Regions from separate parts of the Mus musculus genome. Here region 1 is linked to region 2. A link is a contact called in public Hi-C data. All regions are on one chromosome and are shown on one strand. The core of a region is the stretch at or near the end of the contact, and the rest is flanking DNA. Distances in the headings are between cores, read along the strand shown. Region 1 has its middle 46 kb from the start of Gm31616. Region 2 has its middle 17 kb from the start of Gm31562.

Region 1 (4,643 bases), core at 1,474-3,973, 96 kb after region 2:
GCAAGCTCGTCAGCGTCATCAGAGGAAGTTCTGGTTGCTGGGTCAATGAGCCATCACGAGGACCGATTCAGACAGAGTGACTTAACATGGACCAGAGAAGTCAAGGGTCAGGAGCTGATCGCTTCGAAGCCTTCCTGACCCCAGCTTAGCTATTTTGGAAAAGTGAGTCCCTGCTCAGTGGTTCTCAAGTCTTACCAGGCACTGGAATCACTGGGAAGGCTCCCTGAGACTCAAGACTCTCTACCCAAGGCGCTGTTGAGTAGACGATGGAAAAGTCCGAGTTTGTATCAAGTGCCCACGTGGTACTAATGCTTGTGGACTAGACATTTCACTCTGAGAGCAATCAGTATAAAGCTTTGATCCCGAGGCTGAGTATTTAATACGACATTTATCTCTAAGTCGTTATTGGCTCCTTAATAGCTATCTGCCTCTTTTCCTGCAGTAATATCCAGTCAGCTGGGAGCACACAGCCAACCAAAAGAGAAACGAAAATTGTTAGCTCCCTTCCAGCTGGGTGTGACATGTGACATTATCATTGATGGGATGTTTATGAGCAGTTGTAACACATGCCACCTTCAGACTGTGGTCTTGAAGAAAGGCAGGCTCTTCCCCACTGTGGAATGGAAAAGGCAGGCAGCCAAGTGCTCTGATGATTCAGTAAAATAGATTCCTTCAGACATCTTGAACTCAATTATGGAAAAAAATCAAACTCTTCTCATTATTTAAGCCTCTGCTGTTTTGGATGTCTGTCCACCACAGCCAGATCTAGATCCTGACTGAAACAAGACAGACATCCGCAAAAATGTAAGAGTAGGGGAGATAGACAAGCTAAAAGAAGCAAAAGAAAGACGACTGAAACCTTATTAGCCTCCTAGTATGTAGCAAAGACTAATCTAGGGAGCTAGATGTCTCAACAACCATCTTTAGTTGGTTTGGCTAGGATTTAGCATTGCCAAAAGTCATTTAGCTGTTTCTAAAGAGTTCATTTCAATTTACAATTATAGAAAATGTTCCCTAGTCATTTTCCACCCTAAATTATACCTATAATCTTCTTATGCTGGATTGTTAACTGATACACAATTATGTTTCTAGAAGGAGACTAGAATCCCAGCAGATGATTTAAAATAAAGTTAAGTGGATGTAATTTGTGTTTATTTTTGTCTTATTGAAACCAAATACTATAGAATTGCAATGTCAGTTTGACTGTGATGGTTTGAGGTAAGTAAATGGAGTTGTCCTTTGAAGAGTCTCTCTGAGGATAATATATAGGGCGAAGACCAGAATTGGCCAGGAGGAAAGGAGGGGCAGGGCTGTGCCTTACCACCATCACATGCCGTTTGCACTTTCATCCATGTCTCCTTCCAGAATCACAGATCCTGCACTGATTTCTGAAAACATTAAGTTTCAAATCAGAAGAATTCATTCCTATCGAAACACCTCACTTCTGGTAAACTATACACAGAGAATCTCACTACTGGTCCATTATACATAGAACATCTCACTGGTGGTCCACTATATGCAGAGCATCTCACTGATGGTCCATTATACACAGAGCATCTCACTGGTGGTCCACTATATGCAGAGCATCTAACTGATGGTCAACTATACAAACAGAAGCTCCTATGTCTTGCAGCATTGATGAGTTCATAAAGCACTTTGCAGAGCGCTGTTGTGTGAGCTTCCTGCTACTGTGACAAACACTAAGGCAAATCAACTTTAGGAGGGAAGGGTTTTTTTGGCTCATGATCCAAATGGTTCCTTATTTTGGGGCCTGAGGGGAGAGAGACTCATATGTCAAAGTGCATGGTGGAGGTAGCTGCTCTTTTCTTGGTATCCAGTCCCAGTATTCCCTTTAAGGACATACCCTATGTGATTTAACTACCCTCCCAATGGGCCACGTCTCTTAAAATGGTCTACTGTCACCCAGTAGGACCAAATGCTGGAAACTAAACTTTTAAGACACTGCCTTCAGGCAACATATCTATAATAGTTACTTTATCCTAATTGAGAAGAGTCCAGGTATTTTTTCCTTCTTAAATACATTTCTGGTTTTTATAACTCATAACATCATGAAATTGCTGACAGTGTTACATAGAGGTTTTACACCAATAAATTTGTTCCCAAAAATCCCTGGCCAGGCCCCCTTACTCTACGCGGCTCACTTGGAGTGCTTCAACTTAAGAGTGGTGGTTAGTTAGATCCAGACTGCAAACATTGGGTGAACTGTCTTCTGGTATTTCTCCCTATCTTCAGACTCCAGAACAGTACCTGATATAGATCTTGCTCACTAAAGATAGAAATAATCAACGAATATAATGTACATGAAAGCAAGTATTGTTGGCATTGAGATAAACACAGTGACGTCCTAATGTCCCACAATGCAACACGCCTGATGGAGGCGTGTAAAGCCAGCGGGAAAGGATCCCACCTTTCCTTTGTAATTAAGTCTTTGGCAGAGCTGCACCATGATTAAAGGTGAGCACATATGTGGCTGGCATTCAGTTTCATGGAGTCATTAGGAAGCAAGTGCTTATTTATAAAAAGCCACCGACAATACCTACAGTGTGACAGAACATGCATGCTAATTAGACTTTGCAAGAAGTACACAGAAAATATATTTAAGCCAATACATTAACTAAGCAGCCTTCAGATCACTTTGAAATTTCTGCAAGGGTGTCTCTTGCAACACCCCCTGTGATTTCATCAGATTCCAACTGCAACTTTCAAATTACTGTGTGACCGCAGACCTCCCTAAAGTCTGATGTCACAGATGACAGATAATTTCACTATCCTGTTAGGAATGTCTGTCTAAGAAACTAAAAATAATGTGTTCTCTTCCACCTTGGAAAGGATGATGAGACAATGTCCTCCCAGATAATAATCATTCTTTTTTTGAATATCTAAATCTGTCTTTTTAAGATACAAAGAAAATAAAAAGGGAAGAAGGAGATGTAACAGGGATGCAGGAAAGAGAGGGAAGTTTGGGGCACATGCCCAGAGAGAAGAGACTACCCTCTGTGGATTTCTCAGGAAGATCAGAGGTGGGCAGGAGAGTGCTGCCAAGAAACACCTTTCAGGGGCCTGCAATTATACTGTTTTTACCTGTCTGTCTGTCTATCTATCTATCTATTTTATTAGTTGAGACAGTCTCATTATGATGCCCTAATTGGCCTGGTACTTGGTATACAGACCAGGCTGATCTTGAATTTGTGGTAATCCTCTTGCCTCTGCCTCCAGAATGCTGGTATTGCATGTACATACCACCGCACACAGATATGCTATTATTCAAAATATAAGATTCCCAAAGGAACACTGATAAAAGCTTTAGAAGTTTCAGGTTGTATCTATGTACTTAAGAGTGTGTGTCCAGGTGTGTATGTATGTGTGTGAATATGAGTGTATGTGTATGAGTGTGTGTATATATGTGTGTGTATGTTTGTGAGTGTGTGTGTATGTGTGAGTGTGTATATATGTATGAGTGTGTGTGTTTGTGAGTGTGTGTATACATGTGTGAGTATGTATATGAATGAATGAGTGTATATGTGTGAGTGTATATGTTTGTGAGTGTGTGTGTGAATGTGTGTATGTGTGTGAGTGTGTATATACATGTGAGTGTGTATATGTTTGTGAGTGTGTGTGTGAATGTATGAATGTGTGTGAGTGTGTGTGTGTATATATATATATGTATATGTATATGTATATGTATATATATATATATATATGAGTGTGTATACATTTGTGAGTGTGTGTGTGAATGTGTATATGTGTGTGAGCGTGTGTATATGTGTGAGTGTGTATAAATGTATGAATGTGTGTATGTTTGTGAGTGTGTGAGCATTTGTGTGTGTGTGAGGATGTATATATATGTGAGCATGTATTTGTGTGTGTGTGTGTGTGTGTATACACACGTGCTAATTAGAAGGAACTTTTGCTGTCACTCCCCCCGCCCCTCACTCAGGTCATCAGACTTGCATGACTTACCTTCTGAATCATTTGCTGGCCCATGTTTGAGTTTGTTTGTTTGTCTGTTGTTTTGTTTTTGTTTTGAGATATGATTTTTCTGGGTAGCCTATGCTAGTCTCAAACTGATAATCCTCCTGAGTGCTGGGATTCCAGGCATGTACCACCACACACAGCAGGAAGGCTTTCATTTTTTAAATTTGTTTGTGTTATTTTTATTTCTGTATTTGGATGTGTGCCTGTGTGAGAGTGTGCACAGGTGAGCACAGCTGTCCAAGGGAAGAGGTGAGAGTTGTCGGCGGGTCCCCTCAGCTGGAGTTACAGGTGGTTGTGACTGCCTCTGGCGGGTGCTGGGAATCAAACTCTGCTCTTCTGCAAGAGCTACCCTTGCAGTTTATCACTGAGCTACGACTCCAGTCCCTGAAAGATTTTTAAAAAGGTTTCTTAATAAAGAAATTCACGTTTGTGCAGAGACGAGGCAGCTCTTATGCCTGTTACTTTAGACTTCAGCAGCATGTCCTGCAAAGCTCACTGGGTTCCAGGAAGATGGGAAACAAGAGACCTAATTACCGGATGCTTTAAGAAATAATACTCCAGTAATTTTTTTTATTTGTCAAGTTGATTGCAAGCAATAAAAAGTGATTAAAATACTTATTGTGCTGTAATTTCCTTATGATTTGGTA
Region 2 (4,488 bases), core at 1,049-3,548:
TAGTCCTAGAGAAAGATTTTGGATTACTGGATTATTATGAGCCCTCTCAAAGGAAACGCTCTCCACTATTAACAAATAGTTTCCCTAGGCTAAAATATGGCTGTCCAGCAAGGATGCTACTCAGATGGTATATAAGGGTTCTCTAGAGGAACAAAGCTTATAGAACAAATATATATTTATTATTTTTATATTATATATAAGGGAGATTTATTAGAATGGTTTACAGCCTGTGGTCCAGCTAGTCCAACAATGGCCATCTTACACTGATATGTAAGGTCCAAGATTTAGTAGTTGTCCAGTCCATGAGGCTTGGATGTCTCAGCTGGTCTTTAGTATACGCCAGAATCCTGAAGAAGTATGCTGTAATGCCAGGGAAGGAATGGACTTGCCAGAGAGTGTGAAAGCATGTAAGCAAACAGAGCAAGCTTTCTTCTTCCATGTCCTTTGTATAGACTACCAGCAGAAGCTGTGGTCCTGAGTAAAGTACATCTTCTCACCCCAAAGATCTGCATCAGAAAAGGGTCTTCTAACAAACAAGTCTCTCACAGGTGTGCCCAGTCATTTAAGTTTTAATTAATTCCAGATGCAGTCAAGTTGACAACCAAAATCTGCCATCACAGTTGTTAACAAAAATAAATTACAACCAAATGTCCTTGCCAAATTTCTAGGCATGAGCCAGTTTGTCGACATGGAAACTTGACTGAAAGAGAAGCTGAGTCCTTAAGAGAAAGCACATGTGACATTGTAGAAAGTGCACACCGTCACTGGGGCAAAGGTGGCTACCCAGTCACAGCTGCCAGTCTTTGAACTAACTGCATCATCAAAGCATCATCATTAGCCTCTTGTTAGAGCAAGGGAACAAGAACTGCAGCTAATAATGAAGGTGATCTGTGTTATACCAGTGTCACTCAGAGGGGAGCCATTGAATCAATGGATATTAAATTGACTTCAGATGTAAACTAGGCACCTATAGGTGCAAACTGGCTTCTTGGGCAGTAGCCATGGGCATAGAGAAGCCCCCGAAACTGTACCTCATACTTAAGTCCAAGGCCAAGGGTACTAAGACAGGAAACAAACTCAGTGGAGATTTAGGAGCTTTCTCATCATAATCAGCTGTAGGTGGTCAGTGTGGTCCAGGAAGAGCTAAGGCATCCATCTGCCTCAAAGTAAAAGACGCATTATTGCACCCTGTACATCCCACTCACAAGGAAAGCTTGCAGTGTCTTGTTCCAATGACTCCTACCCAAGGCACACTCAAATTTCTCACCACTCACGGAGTGAGGAGTCAGCAGGTAGTGGGCATTAACAATATTCCTGAGAGCCACTAACACTGAGAAACAACTGAAAATAATTTAAGTTTAATACACTACCTAACCCAAATTCCTCCCTAACTCATCTTCCCACAGCAGGCTCCCCTCAAAGCTCCAGAATCCTTTAACACAAGAGGAAACTAGAGTACAAAAAAAATAATATTTTTATTCTATTCAAATGAACACATCACTAAGGTCTCTCCTAGATCCTGGGGGGAAGGGTCTGTACAAGTGAGAGGCTCATTAAGTAAGGGCCATTAGCTTCTAGAGCGATTGGCCCATGGCTGGGAGCCCAGAGAATGAACTTGGAGGGGCACTGGAGGAGCGAGCTGGGCAGGAAAGCCTGCGCGTTAATGCTCTCCAACCAGACCTCTTTTCCTCCCCTCTATAAATATTTTCACCCTGTGACAGTCGCCAAGGGCTTTTGTTTGTCTGTTTTTATCAAACCAGGTTCCACCAAATACTCTTGTAATGAAGAACAGCTGGTGAAGTGCTGGCGCTGAGCCGGGCCAGCTCTTCATTGTCATTCACAAAGATAGAAACTGAGAGCTGACTCCTGAACAGCCGCGCTGGGTGGGGATTGGAACTCTCTGGACATCCTCGACCCTGTCTATGAGCCAGCGGGAGCGTGCGTGCCCCTTCATTTTTCTCCATCTGCGGATCGATGCTCTTTACTAAGCAGAGATGCTGGGTGAACGGCATTATTGAACTGCAAAAAAATGTTAGTATTATTGCTTTTCCTCTTTGATCTCGAGGGGCAAGATAAATTTATGATATCTTAATTGTTTCCATGGCAGCAAATCATATTGTCCCAAACAGAGAACTGGATGACTTCATGGCTGGATTGAGAAAAAGGAGAAATCAGATTGGGAGTGAGAATTCTGCTCAAGCATAAATATCTTCAACGGCAGCGGAGGGAATAGAGTAAATTGCAGTCAGGCAAAATTGCTTTTGGTTTAACTGTTCTCGCAAGTTCACCCCGTGAAAAGCCCCTTCTCCAGGCTTGTAATTTGTGTAATGATGCCTCCTTGCCTAGATGCACAGAAGGCTAATGGGGAGACTCCTCAGGCTTGGGAATGTCTCAGCAATGCTAATTCCAATTGTTTTGCAGCAATATCTGCATATCTGCTGTAAGCTGTTTTGTTTTCCAAACACATGACTCTGTGTGTGTGTTTGTGTGTGTCTTTATTTCCTAAAAGGGTTTTATCTCCCCCACCTTTTTTTTTTTTTAATCAACCAACTTCCAGACAAAAATTATTCTTTTATCATCTGAGGAAAAAAAAAATCTGTCAAGAACTGTCTCTCTGCCACTGGAGTATCTACTTAGCCTTATTAGGTCGCTTTTGACTTCATTCTCACAGTTCCAGACTGTAGTATTAGTTCTTGTCTATTGTCTGAGCAACAGCAAACTTCTTTTCTAATTTTGAGCCCCTTAAAATTTATCTCAGTTCAGCCACATACAACAGTGACTTAGGATTTTCAAGCCCTCTTTCCTCTCTACCACGCCACCTCCACCCCCACCCCTGTCCCAGTCTTTATATGCAAACATTTCCAGAGCCTTGTACCAGTGACAATCTTCTTCTTCTTCTTCTTCTTCTTCTTCTTCTTCTTCTTCTTCTTCTTCTTCTTCTTCTTCTTCTTCTTCTTCTTCTTCTTCTCCTCCTCCTCCTCCTCCTCCTCCTCCTCCTCCTCCTCCTCCTCCTTCTTCTTCTCTCTCTCTCCCCCTTCTCCCTCCCTCTCTCTCTTGTGGTTTTTTTTTTAAGATTTATTTCATTTATATGAGTACACTGTAGCTGCCTTCAGACACACCAGAACTTGTTTGTACTCTGTACGACTCCACTAGAAATTGCATAGTGATAGTCGGCTATGTCAACTCTAGTAGATTATACCACTGCTATTTACTTGGATACTAATCTAAGTGTTTCTTTGAAGGTTAATGTGTAGACCTGTTAAACTTGGGAAGGGAGAAAGGCCATTGAAGGTGAAGGCTTACAACAATAATTTTGGGCGGAGTTCATCCGGTCAGACCCCGCCTGGGTTTCCAGCTTGCTATCTGCCCAACAGATTTGCACTGTTAGGTTCCTATCATTAAAATAACCACAACAACTGTTTCATTAAAATAATTCCTCTCCCCCTTGCCCCCCCCCATGTGTGTACACAAAATAGACAGAATCCTGTGCCCTTAGTGGGGGTGGAATGACGTGGTTCTTGTCCCTAGGACAGGGCCAACAAGGCATGGGCCTCCATGAGTGTCAATGGCTGTGGTGGGCATAAGGCTTGCTCTTATAATAATGTACATATTTTCTTGTTCCTCCCTCCAGGCATGTCCTCCCTGCTAATGTTAGTGACTCCATGCACAGCAGATGTCCAGGAGTGCTGTGTGGCTATGGCTCAGCAAAATGGCAAACACTAGGACTTTCTGGACAGTCCTGCAAGCCATGGAAAAGAACTCTAAAACCATGAATTTAAAAATATATACTTTCTCAACTATGCAAAATATAAGGATGCAATATGAATTAAATGAGGGGTTTCGAGAATCTAAAGGAACAAAACAGCTGTGCTTCGAGTCAACTCATCAGAAAGATACTAAGGAAGGAGATAAAAAGATTTAGGGAGTGGTAATGGCAGGAGACCCTACCCAGCTAAATTTTTTATGTTTACAAAGGCAGACAGATTCCTGAGTTTGAGGTCAGACTGGGACAGAGAGATCCAGGCCCAGGCATGGTAGAAATGGTTAATTTCAATTCGAGGTCCCACCTAGCTAGCTTATTGTCTGTACTTCACAATGACAGTCAGATCTCTGAATCCTTTTGTAATAGGAAGAAGAAAAAAAAGTGAGTTTGCTGTCCCCTAAAAATCAAGGGGCTGGGGTCACAGGATGCTGATTCATGGGAAAATCAAATGGGAACCTGGGGTAATGACTGAATTGATATGTAAATAAAACGCTGGGCAGTGATCTGCAAGAGATGAGCTATCCAGAGAATTTTTTAGTATAAAAAGAGAGAACTGCCTGGAGAATTGCCAAGCAGAACATAGAAAGAGAGAGCTGCCTGGAGATCTCCGGAGAGAGCAGAACCTACAGAAAGCTGTCTGGAAAGCTATCTCTAACAGAACGTAGGTTGTCAGATTGAACCCATGAACTTGTAGTCATTGCGTTCACTGCTCCCAGACACTCCTC

What was found. Hi-C and Micro-C count contacts between places; a contact is called where the count stands out from the background.
Region 1: a contact with region 2 is called in a Hi-C map of the G1E-ER4 cell line, with 2.2 times the contacts expected there. The contact joins two enhancer-like sites. A contact is called at or near these places in 2 of 15 datasets of contacts at CTCF or cohesin (the G1E-ER4 cell line and large pre-B cells), 6 of 484 Hi-C or Micro-C datasets (the G1E-ER4 cell line, the HL-1 cell line, myocytes and 2 more) and 2 of 115 datasets of contacts at active chromatin or transcription factors (CD8 T cells and effector CD8 T cells).

Annotation. Positions count from the first base shown.
Region 1 is chr10:39,321,783-39,326,425 of GRCm38.p6, forward strand. No RefSeq gene overlaps it. Among named protein-coding and RNA genes, the nearest start is that of Gm31616, 46 kb to the right of the region's middle. Within about 2 kb of position 2,724, at least 14 of the 459 cell types and tissues checked have an H3K27ac peak or open chromatin away from gene starts, as enhancers often do. A contact at or near this core is called in the G1E-ER4 cell line, where this site is marked.
Region 2 is chr10:39,225,988-39,230,475 of GRCm38.p6, forward strand. No RefSeq gene overlaps it. Among named protein-coding and RNA genes, the nearest start is that of Gm31562, 17 kb to the right of the region's middle. Within about 2 kb of position 2,299, at least 64 of the 459 cell types and tissues checked have an H3K27ac peak or open chromatin away from gene starts, as enhancers often do. A contact at or near this core is called in the G1E-ER4 cell line, where this site is marked.